Regions from separate parts of the Sus scrofa genome. Here region 2 is linked to region 1. A link is a contact called in public HiChIP or PLAC-seq data. All regions are on one chromosome and are shown on one strand. Each heading gives the region's core, a stretch centred on a gene start, on an enhancer-like site or on the middle of the called end of the contact. The rest is flanking DNA. Distances are from core to core; before and after follow the strand shown.

Evidence for each region. HiChIP or PLAC-seq counts read pairs in DNA pulled down with a chosen protein or histone mark.
Region 2: an H3K27ac HiChIP or PLAC-seq map of alveolar macrophages shows a contact between it and region 1. The contact joins the promoter of SMIM20 here to the promoter of SEL1L3 in region 1. A contact is called at or near these places in 5 of 47 Hi-C or Micro-C datasets (epiblast stem cells, liver, retroperitoneal adipose tissue and 1 more) and 2 of 2 datasets of contacts at active chromatin or transcription factors (alveolar macrophages and skeletal muscle).

Annotation. Positions count from the first base shown.
Region 1 is chr8:19,647,209-19,651,825 of Sscrofa11.1, forward strand. SEL1L3 (protein sel-1 homolog 3) reads right to left here and starts at 2,576. Exons shown (of 30, transcript XM_021101079.1): 1 at 2,310-2,576. The coding sequence starts at 2,474.
Region 2 is chr8:19,699,498-19,703,573 of Sscrofa11.1, forward strand. It overlaps SMIM20 (small integral membrane protein 20), which reads left to right and starts at 1,525. Exons shown (of 3, transcript XM_003356880.4): 1 at 1,525-1,770. The coding sequence starts at 1,662.

The sequences.
Region 1 (4,617 bases), core at 1,326-3,825:
GATGGAAGTATTTTCATTTTCTCTAGGAAGTATTTCTTGATGCACAAGATGCTCACAATTACACATTTTTTTTCCTCAGTTGTTTCGCGTTTTTCATGTGTTCATGCAGAAGGTTTCTGTTTACCCCAATCTGCAACTGAATTTCTCCAAGGTCAAGACGGCTTACAGGTAGCACGTACCTCTAGAGCTAAACCCAATGGCTAGACCTTTAGAACAAAAGGTGAAGCCCACCTTGCAAGTCGCACTTTTGCTTCCCTGGGTTTTGCAAAACTTTCTCATCCGGCTGCAAAGCGGCTTTCTTGCTTATCTAAGTCCCTTTTTTTTTTTTTTTTTTTTTTTTTAAACACAGGGCCATATCCGAAGCCCATCTGAATAAACACACATAGCTAGGAAGCCCTGACATTTCCTTTGCCACGAAAGCTCCAACATCCATTCCCTCCTTGTCTGCCAAGACATCGATCCAGGCTCTAGTCATTTTCCACATTACAGTATTTTCTATGATCTCTCTTTTTGGAGCCCTACCTCGCCTCTCTACTAACTCACCCCGGTCCATCCACAGCATCATTTTTCTCCTCTCTCTGATCTGTTCTCTCAAATCCCCCTTGGTCCATACAGAATTTTTATACCTGCTCCATCATCTGTCTTTGTTCTTGTGGACCACTAGGCCTTTACTGCTCTTTCACTTTAATTTCTTGTAACTGTCAAGAAGTGGTCTCTCCTTGCCAGGTCTTGGGATTTCCACGTGGAACGTTCCCGAACACTTGTACATTAATGTTTCACACGCTGCTCTACTCTATCATTTCTGCCTCTGTGGGTAACCAGTGCATTGTGGATGGGAATCATCTGTTTAAACTGAAACCCTATCATTTGTTATGGCAGTTTTATTTATGAGCCTGTGTGCTGTAACCCTGTGGCATAAATATGAAATAATAATATCTCCTGGGTGAAAAAAAATCATTCATATCAACTGACAACGTCTTATAAAAATATGAACTAAATCCAACCACAAAACCTGGTACTAGCTTATTTCACCATATGAGGAAAAGCATGGATTGCTCAACAGGTAGATGCAACAGCAGAATTACATCCTCTGCATTTTTACATCCTCTCGCGTCAAGAAATGAAACATCCAAGAAGTAAAGCGTGTCAAGAGAAACTTGGCAAATCTCTATGGAATCAAATTCTAATTCCTGCCAGTGTCTCCTAAGCAGTTTTCAGCCTCCAAGAAGAAAGTCTTGAAATAATGGCAATGCCATAGAAATGAAAAGAATCCTGGACAATGACACTGCTCAATTTTTCTTTTTTAAGCATTCTGTGAATTTCCTATTACATCAGTTTCATGATTCAGCATTTTCCATTTCATTTATTTACAGTAATATATGGCGAGATAACCCAAAGGTTCTGCAGGATCCTGGAACATAAGGTAGGCTGGACGGAAAGGGTGTCACCTTCTGTAAATTTACTATTGTTCAGGAGAATTCAAAGCAGAAGAAAGCAAACCATCAAAGGAATTGAGGACTATTCTCCCACCTTGTTGGGCGGGGGTCTACATTGCTCTGGTATTTTAAATGAGTTGGTTTTGAAAACTAGGTTACTGCCATTTAGTTGATGACTAAAAGAGAAGCCAAGAAGTGTGCAAATTGTAAACTGGCATGCAGGAGCCAAACGTGTTCTCTGAAATGACAATGTTCGAGACGCAGCTGAAGTCCCCGCTCCGGCGGTAAGCGTGTTACAAAGAACTACATTTCTTACTGGCATCTGCAACTTGGCTAGAGTGACCATGGAGGAGTTGAAAAGCGCTGGAAATACGAGGTTCATCGCCGGGTGCGTTGGCAGAAAACGGTCCGGGCCGTGAGGACCGGATGGAAACTAAAAGGAGGGTCGAGGCGTTCGCCCACAGAAAGAGGCGAAGTTGGGCACGGGGAGGAAAGGAGCCGCGAGAAGACTGAGGGAAGCCCAGGACCCGCGGGGAGAAGAGGAAACGCGGGGTGGCGGGGTGGCGAGGTGCCCAGGTGGAGTGGGGGACAGGACCGGGTCTCTACGGGAACCTGACCCGGATCTGGAGCGGGTCTCAGAGGGAGAGGAAAGGACCCCGGCGAGAGCGCAGCGCTGCAGGTCCGGTCCACGCACCCCTCTCCGCGCCCTGGGTACCCATCCCAGGTGCCGGGAGCGCCCCGGGTGCAGCGGCGAGGAAGAGCGAAAACTAGCCGCGCGGTACCCGCCCGTGAGGCGGAGGTCCCTGGCCGCCACCACCCGCGTCCCCGGAGCCCCGCGCGCAGGGGAGGACCCGGGCAGGGTCCGGCGCTCACCAGGTAGCAGAGCAGGAGCAGCGTGCAGGCAGGGCGGCCGCCGAGGCCCGGGGGAACGCCGCCGCTCGGGGGGGCCATGGCTGCGGCCCGGGGGCCGACCGCGGGCGGCGGGGGTTGTTGCTGCTGCCGCCGTGGCCACCCGAGCCCCGCGCCGCACCGCTGCATGGCGAGGCCGCCCGGATCCGGGCCGGAACAGGTCACCTGGTGCAGGGACCGGCCCCCGCCCGAGGCGCCACCTTCCCGCCCGCCCCGGCCGGGCCGGCCGCCGCGCGCGGGGCCACCTGCCGCCGCCGCCGCCGGACCCGCCGCCGCCTCCACGGCCGCTCCCGCCGTCGCCGCCCCCGCAGCCCCAGCCGAGCGCCGGCTCCTCCCCGCCTCCCAGTCCCCGTCCCCTCCCTCCTCTCAGCTCCCTGCCCAGCCCGCCTCTCCGCGGCTCCCTCCGGCCCCCAGGCTTCCACCCCGGGGGTGGCCGGCGCCCACGCAGGTGGGGACCGACCCGGGTCCCGCCCCCCCGGCCGTGCCCCCCGCCCCCTGCCCGTGCCCCCGCCCCCGGCTCTCGGGCAGCCCCCTTTTCTCTTTCTTCCCTTTCCTCCCCTTCCTCCCCCGCCCCCCTTCCGCGCTCTTCCTCTCCGCGATCCCTCTCGCCTCCCCCCGTTTCCCTTTTTCCTCGCTCCCCAATTCTCTCACTCTCACCTCTCTCTTCCTACCGCCCTATTTTTTTCACTTTCCCCCTTCTCTCCCAGCCCGTTTCCTCTCTCCCCTCCTTCCCCGTCCCCTTCCAGTCCGCTCTGGCGCACCCTCTCTCTCCCACCCACTCCTTTGGCGGGTCGCGCAGCCCAGTTCCCGCCCGTGCAATGGGTTTTGGCTAGGGTGCTTTTTTGGCGAGGGCGCCATTCCCACCGGGCGCAGGGCGAGTGTGCCCCCTGGAGTTGCGCCACGCAGCGGCCCAGATGCCAGTCCTTACGGAGGGATTTTGACCCCTGCCAACCTCCACCTGTCCACCTGCAGGGGTGGGGCCGCCTCCCAGCACGCACATTTTTTAGCCCGGGTTGCGCCCCACCCTGCCGGCTGGTTCGCCGCACGTTCTGGATGCTTCCCGAGGGTTTTGTGCCGGGGCCCGCGCAGCCGCTGCCGAGCTCTTTGTTTTAATTGTCCAGAGTATCGGCGCCCAAAGCGGGATTGTATCTGATTTGCATCCCTGTGCCCTGGCTTCCACTTTGGACTGAAAAGAAAATGAATTAATTACGCCAATGTAATTGTGCTCAAGCCCCAAGTGAAAGGGGTGAGGCTCTTGAAGTGCATAAACAGCTTTTTATTAAAAAAAAAAAAAAAAAAAAAAGTCAGACACATCTTGGGCCTTAGGAACGAAGGTTGGGACTACCTGCTCCCGACCAGCGTTCTGCCGCCAGACCAACCGAGGAGCCGGCTGGATTCCCCAGCGGGGTGGCCCTGGCGCTCTGGGAAGCTTGTGGCTGTGTCTAGTGGCTCAGACAATTGCTTGGGTCCGCGGCTGCACTGAAACAGTTAACCCACCTTCCAAAGTTCTCAAAAGCTTCCCTTTGGCACTGGTGGATTTGTGCGGATTGGAACTAATAATAGATTGGGAGTCGGAGAGGACACAGTCTTTTCCCAGTGTCAGTGCCACCATAGCAGATCAAGTCCCCGCGGCAGGTGTGGGGAGAGGCTGGTGGTGAAGAAAGGGTGCCCAGGGCGGGATTAGGCCAGCTTTGGCATGCCCTGTGCCTGGATATGCTCTCCGCCTTCTCAGCACAGCCCTGGCCACAATCAGCAAGTCAGCTGAGTCATCCTTTACCTTTTTAGGTCACCTAAGGGCGGAGGCCCTGGGTCAGGCTCTTGGTTCCGTGTCACTCACTGCAAAGTAATGACTTCTGTCACTGGCTCTCGAACTTCAGCCTGCATCTCCATCACCAGGAGGGCTTGTAAACACACATGGCTGGGCAACCCAACTAGAATTCCAGGTTCAGTAGGTCTTAGGTGGGGCTTGAGAGGCTGCCTTGCCAACAAACTGGGAGATGCTGCTGCTGCCAGCCCACAGACCCCATTTCTAGAAACTTTCCTTATATAGGAAAGGGGCACTCTGCTCCTTTCTCATCCAGAATGCACCACATTAAAGCAGTGGCCCGTGTCTTGGTTTGGTGACACCTTGTCCCATTTCCACCAACCCAAAGCACTCAGCATTCTCCCATGTGGTGTAGCAACCATTTATTCTGTTGAGTGTTCAAGGGGATAAAAGATTTGATGGCTTTGTCCTAGAACATGTCCATATGTTTTTTCCTGCCAGTATAGT
Region 2 (4,076 bases), core at 275-2,774, 51 kb after region 1:
AGATAGTTGGGGTATTATTAATAGAAAAAGAAGTGGATGCTGGGAGGCTAAAATGACAAATGTGCAGTATACCTGAGTTTTTACATCACATGATATAAAGCAGGCATCGCAGCTTCCCTCTTTGCTATAAAGTCTTCTATCCTCACCCTAACAAGCTCCTGTAAGCACCCGAGGAGCAGTTATCTCACCTACAGTCATCTGTCTTCCTCCTCTGAACTTCTGCAGCCCCCAAGACTCCATCACTCATCAGCAACAGGCTGTGTCGGGTCATTAGCTGTCTTTTTATGTATATGTCCTGTCCCTCCATCCACATGACAGGATCCTGGAGAGCAAGGGTCATGTCTTATTCATCTTTGTGTCCCCCGTGGCACTTTGCCTGATGTTTGGGGCACAGCGGACAGTCCATAAATCTGCTGACAGATTGAATACCTGATTTATATGCTTCTGGAACCACAGAGGTACATAGTAGCTTGACTCAACTACAAAACTACAAAGAAAAGAGGAAACCTGTGACCTCCACACCATTTCCGAAAGATCGTAAATCTTTTCTGCACTAAATAATGATGCTGGGGTCAAGATTTGTTCCCCAGCCCCCAGCTGCTGGTATCATTCTTATTTAAAAACGATTGAGTGAAAGCCCAGGGAATCTTAGTCTCAGCTGTCCAGTACCGCTGGGTGGGTCATATACTGACACAGCCCCCCCCCAGAAACATGAAGGATGGCAATCACAGGAAGAGGAAGCAGATCTGTCCTCAGTGGCTTCCACCCCAGGCAACAAGGCAGAGCCCCAAGGTCCCATTAGTAGAACTGGCTGCTGGCTCCCTGCCCTGCACGGATCTCTATTCCCCATCCTCATTCGTAATCCTGACATCCAACAAAGGGAAGAGGGAGAGAGGAGAGCATGGAAGATCAGAGTCAGAAAAGATTTACTTGTAGTTTGGATGTTGCAATAATATTCCTCCCAAGCTAGCCTTGGTTCAGAAGCCCCTGCTGGCCATCCAGGGTCAGGCGATTTGCATTTGTCTCTAATCCCCTCAAACCGCCCTTAAGGCCAAGCAACTTGTTTAAATCATGCAGCCAAGACAGGATTTCCTCATCTGTAAAAGATATGTGGATTAAATCAATGAGCCCTAGAGAGCATCCACCTCTTGGTGGAGTCATGAAAATCAAACCAGTGGTGGAAGAAGGAAGTTTGGTTGGTAAAGGAGGGAGTGGTAACGAGGTCAGAAGAGTGTGGGTGGAGCGGCTGAGAGGTGAACCCGGTTTAGGGCAGGGGGCGGAACTGAGATCAAGAGCAATAAAAGCTCCACTCTCCATTCTCCCAGCTGGCGCTCGCCCTCCGGAGCCAGGCAGCCAGGCGCTGCCAGGCACCGCCCGGAGGCGGTGCGTGGGGTTACACGCCTCGCCCCTTCCTCCCCTAGTCCCACCCCCGCCCCAGCCCCACCCCCTGCCCTAGCCCCACCCAGTCCTAAGCCCCGCCTTCGGTGCCACCCTTGACCCAACCTCTTCCCGCCCCTGTTCCGCCTCCTAGCCCCGCCCACAAGGCCCGGAAGCAAAAGCCGTTTCTCCACTTCCCAGCCGGGTCACGACCCAGCGGGCAGGAGCCAGGATTGCGAGAGCTCGGTGTCCTCAGCGGGTCAGCGAAGGCCCGGTTCAGAGCCATGTCCACGAATCTGCGCACCGCGCTCATTTTTGGTGGCTTCATCACCCTGATCGGCGCCGCCTTCTACCCCATCTACTTCCGGCCCCTAATGCGGCTGGAGGAGTACCGTGAGTGACCTCTGACCACCACGCGGTGCCCTGGTCCCAGTGACTCCCTCTCTTTCCCCATCCTCTCCACGTGGGGCCTTGGGCAGAGCTTGGCTCGCGAGTCAGGGAGACCTGGGTTCGAATCCTTTGTGTGCAGCTTTGTGACCGTGGACAAGTGACTCCACCTCTTGGGCCCTCACTATCTTCATCAGTAGTTATGTGTTTCTGTAGTATCTTAAAATAAAACCGTCTAGCCTCTGCTGAGACTCAAAGGCAGTCTGCACGTCGTAGGTCAACACTAAATACGAGTTAATATTCATAGCTAACATTCACTGCAGGCTTCTATGTCTCGTTAATGCACATAGGATCTTTTAATTTACACCTTTTTTTGAGGTACATGTTGCTGTCTTACAGACGGGGAAACTGAGACTCAGGTTGTGTAACATGCCCAAAGTCACACAGCTGTTAGCGGCAAGACACGTATTCCAACCCAGGCCTCTGTCTCCAGAATTTCTTCCTTGTACTGAAGCTGGGAAGGTGATATTGGGGGAGGGAGGTGGGCCCTAATTGTCCTGAACTTGCAGATGTGTTTATTGCACTTCATTTCCGCTCCCAAAGATGTCTTTGATCAGAAATGTCTCAGAGCTAAACTGTTAACCTGAGGTTTTGGGTTTTTCCTCTTCTTTCTCCTCAAATCTTCCTTCAGATTCTGCTATCTTCCTTCATTTTAAGCTGGTTACTCACATGACAATGGTGAATATCCTGGGAGTAATTTTCTTCCTTAATCATTCCAGTCCTATCATTCTAAAAGCCACACTCCCCTTCCTTGAGACCTATACCTCAGCAAGGATTAGCACTTTGATACATCTGAAACCATCTGTCAGAGAGAAAATATTAGGCATTAGAGGCTCATTTTGTTCTCCAGGAAACCTGAATCATCTAGAAGATGGAAAAGGGCCAACCTTGCCCCTTGAGAATATCAGTGGAGGCTGTGAGCTTGGTGATTTGAAGGCAAAAGTGCTGTATAAATGCTCTGACCATTACAAATGCTACAACATCTGGTTTCTGAGGCAGAGCGGTTTAAGTACACACTCAAATTTCTTGTAGCTTCTTTTCATCAGTCAAGATTGAAATGGCCTCTGCACCCTGCCTTCCAGCCTATCTATCTACGTGACCACGCGTGACCACGCGTGACCACGCGTGACCACGCGTGACCACGCGTGGGGGTAAACATGGGACCTTGGAAGCCCTGCGTTATCTCTCTGTTTTATCCCTTCTTACTTGGTCCTTGCCCCGGGCTATTGTATTATAGCCCCTAGAGTTGAAGCTGGGACAAGGGAATCTACTTTGGATCCTACTTGAAAAGTTTCAGTTCTGAAGACTAGAGCCGTACCTCTCAACTGGGGATGATTTTTGTCCCCCAGGGGACATTTAGTTCTATCGGGAGACGTTTTTGCTGGTCACAAAATGGGTGGGGTGGGTGGAGTAAGTGTGCTCCTGGCATCTAGTGTATAGAGGCCAGGGTGCTGCTAAACTCTCTGTAATGCACAGGGCAGCCCCCACCCCTTAACAAAGAATTACCCAGCCCAAGATGCGAGTGGTGCCAGTGGTGCTGGGTTGAGAAACCCTTGCTCTAGGGCAGATGATCAAGGTGGGTTTGTGCTGTGTCTCCCAATGACAGTCTTAAAGGAATAGTCCAGGGAGTTCCCATTGTGGCTCAGCTGTTTAAGAACCTAATATCCATGAGAATGAGGGTTTGATCCCTAGCCTTGCTCAGTGGATTAAGGATCCAGCATTGCCACAAGATACAGCATAGGTCGCAGGTGCAGCTCAGATCTGGCACTTGCTGTGGCTGTGCTGTAGGCTGGCAGCTGCAGCTCCAGTTCGACCCCAGCCTGAGAATTTCCATATCTGGCAGGTGCAGCCCTAAAAAAAAAAAGGCGGGATGGGGAGTAGTCCAGAGTCTATGGTTGCCTGAGTCACCTTGAGATAGACAAATGAGGCCTTTAAAGTGAACATTTAGTGCATGTGGCTCCAGTATCTGCATTTTTAACTGTAAGGCATTCTACAGCTGCCTGCTTTTCTGGTTCAATTTTAATTGATTTGAACAACTCTTATCTGAGAGTCATAACTGATTCCTTAAAAAAGTAAATAATACTAAATAGCTAATATTTATTGAAAGCTCTCTTGCAAGCACTTGATATATATTAACCCATTTGGTTTTCATAACAACCCTTTGTGGTAGCTGCTGTGTGACTAGCTCCCTGTTTTATTTTTTAATTCTATTCTATTCTACTCTACTCTAAACTATTTTATTTTTTGTCTTT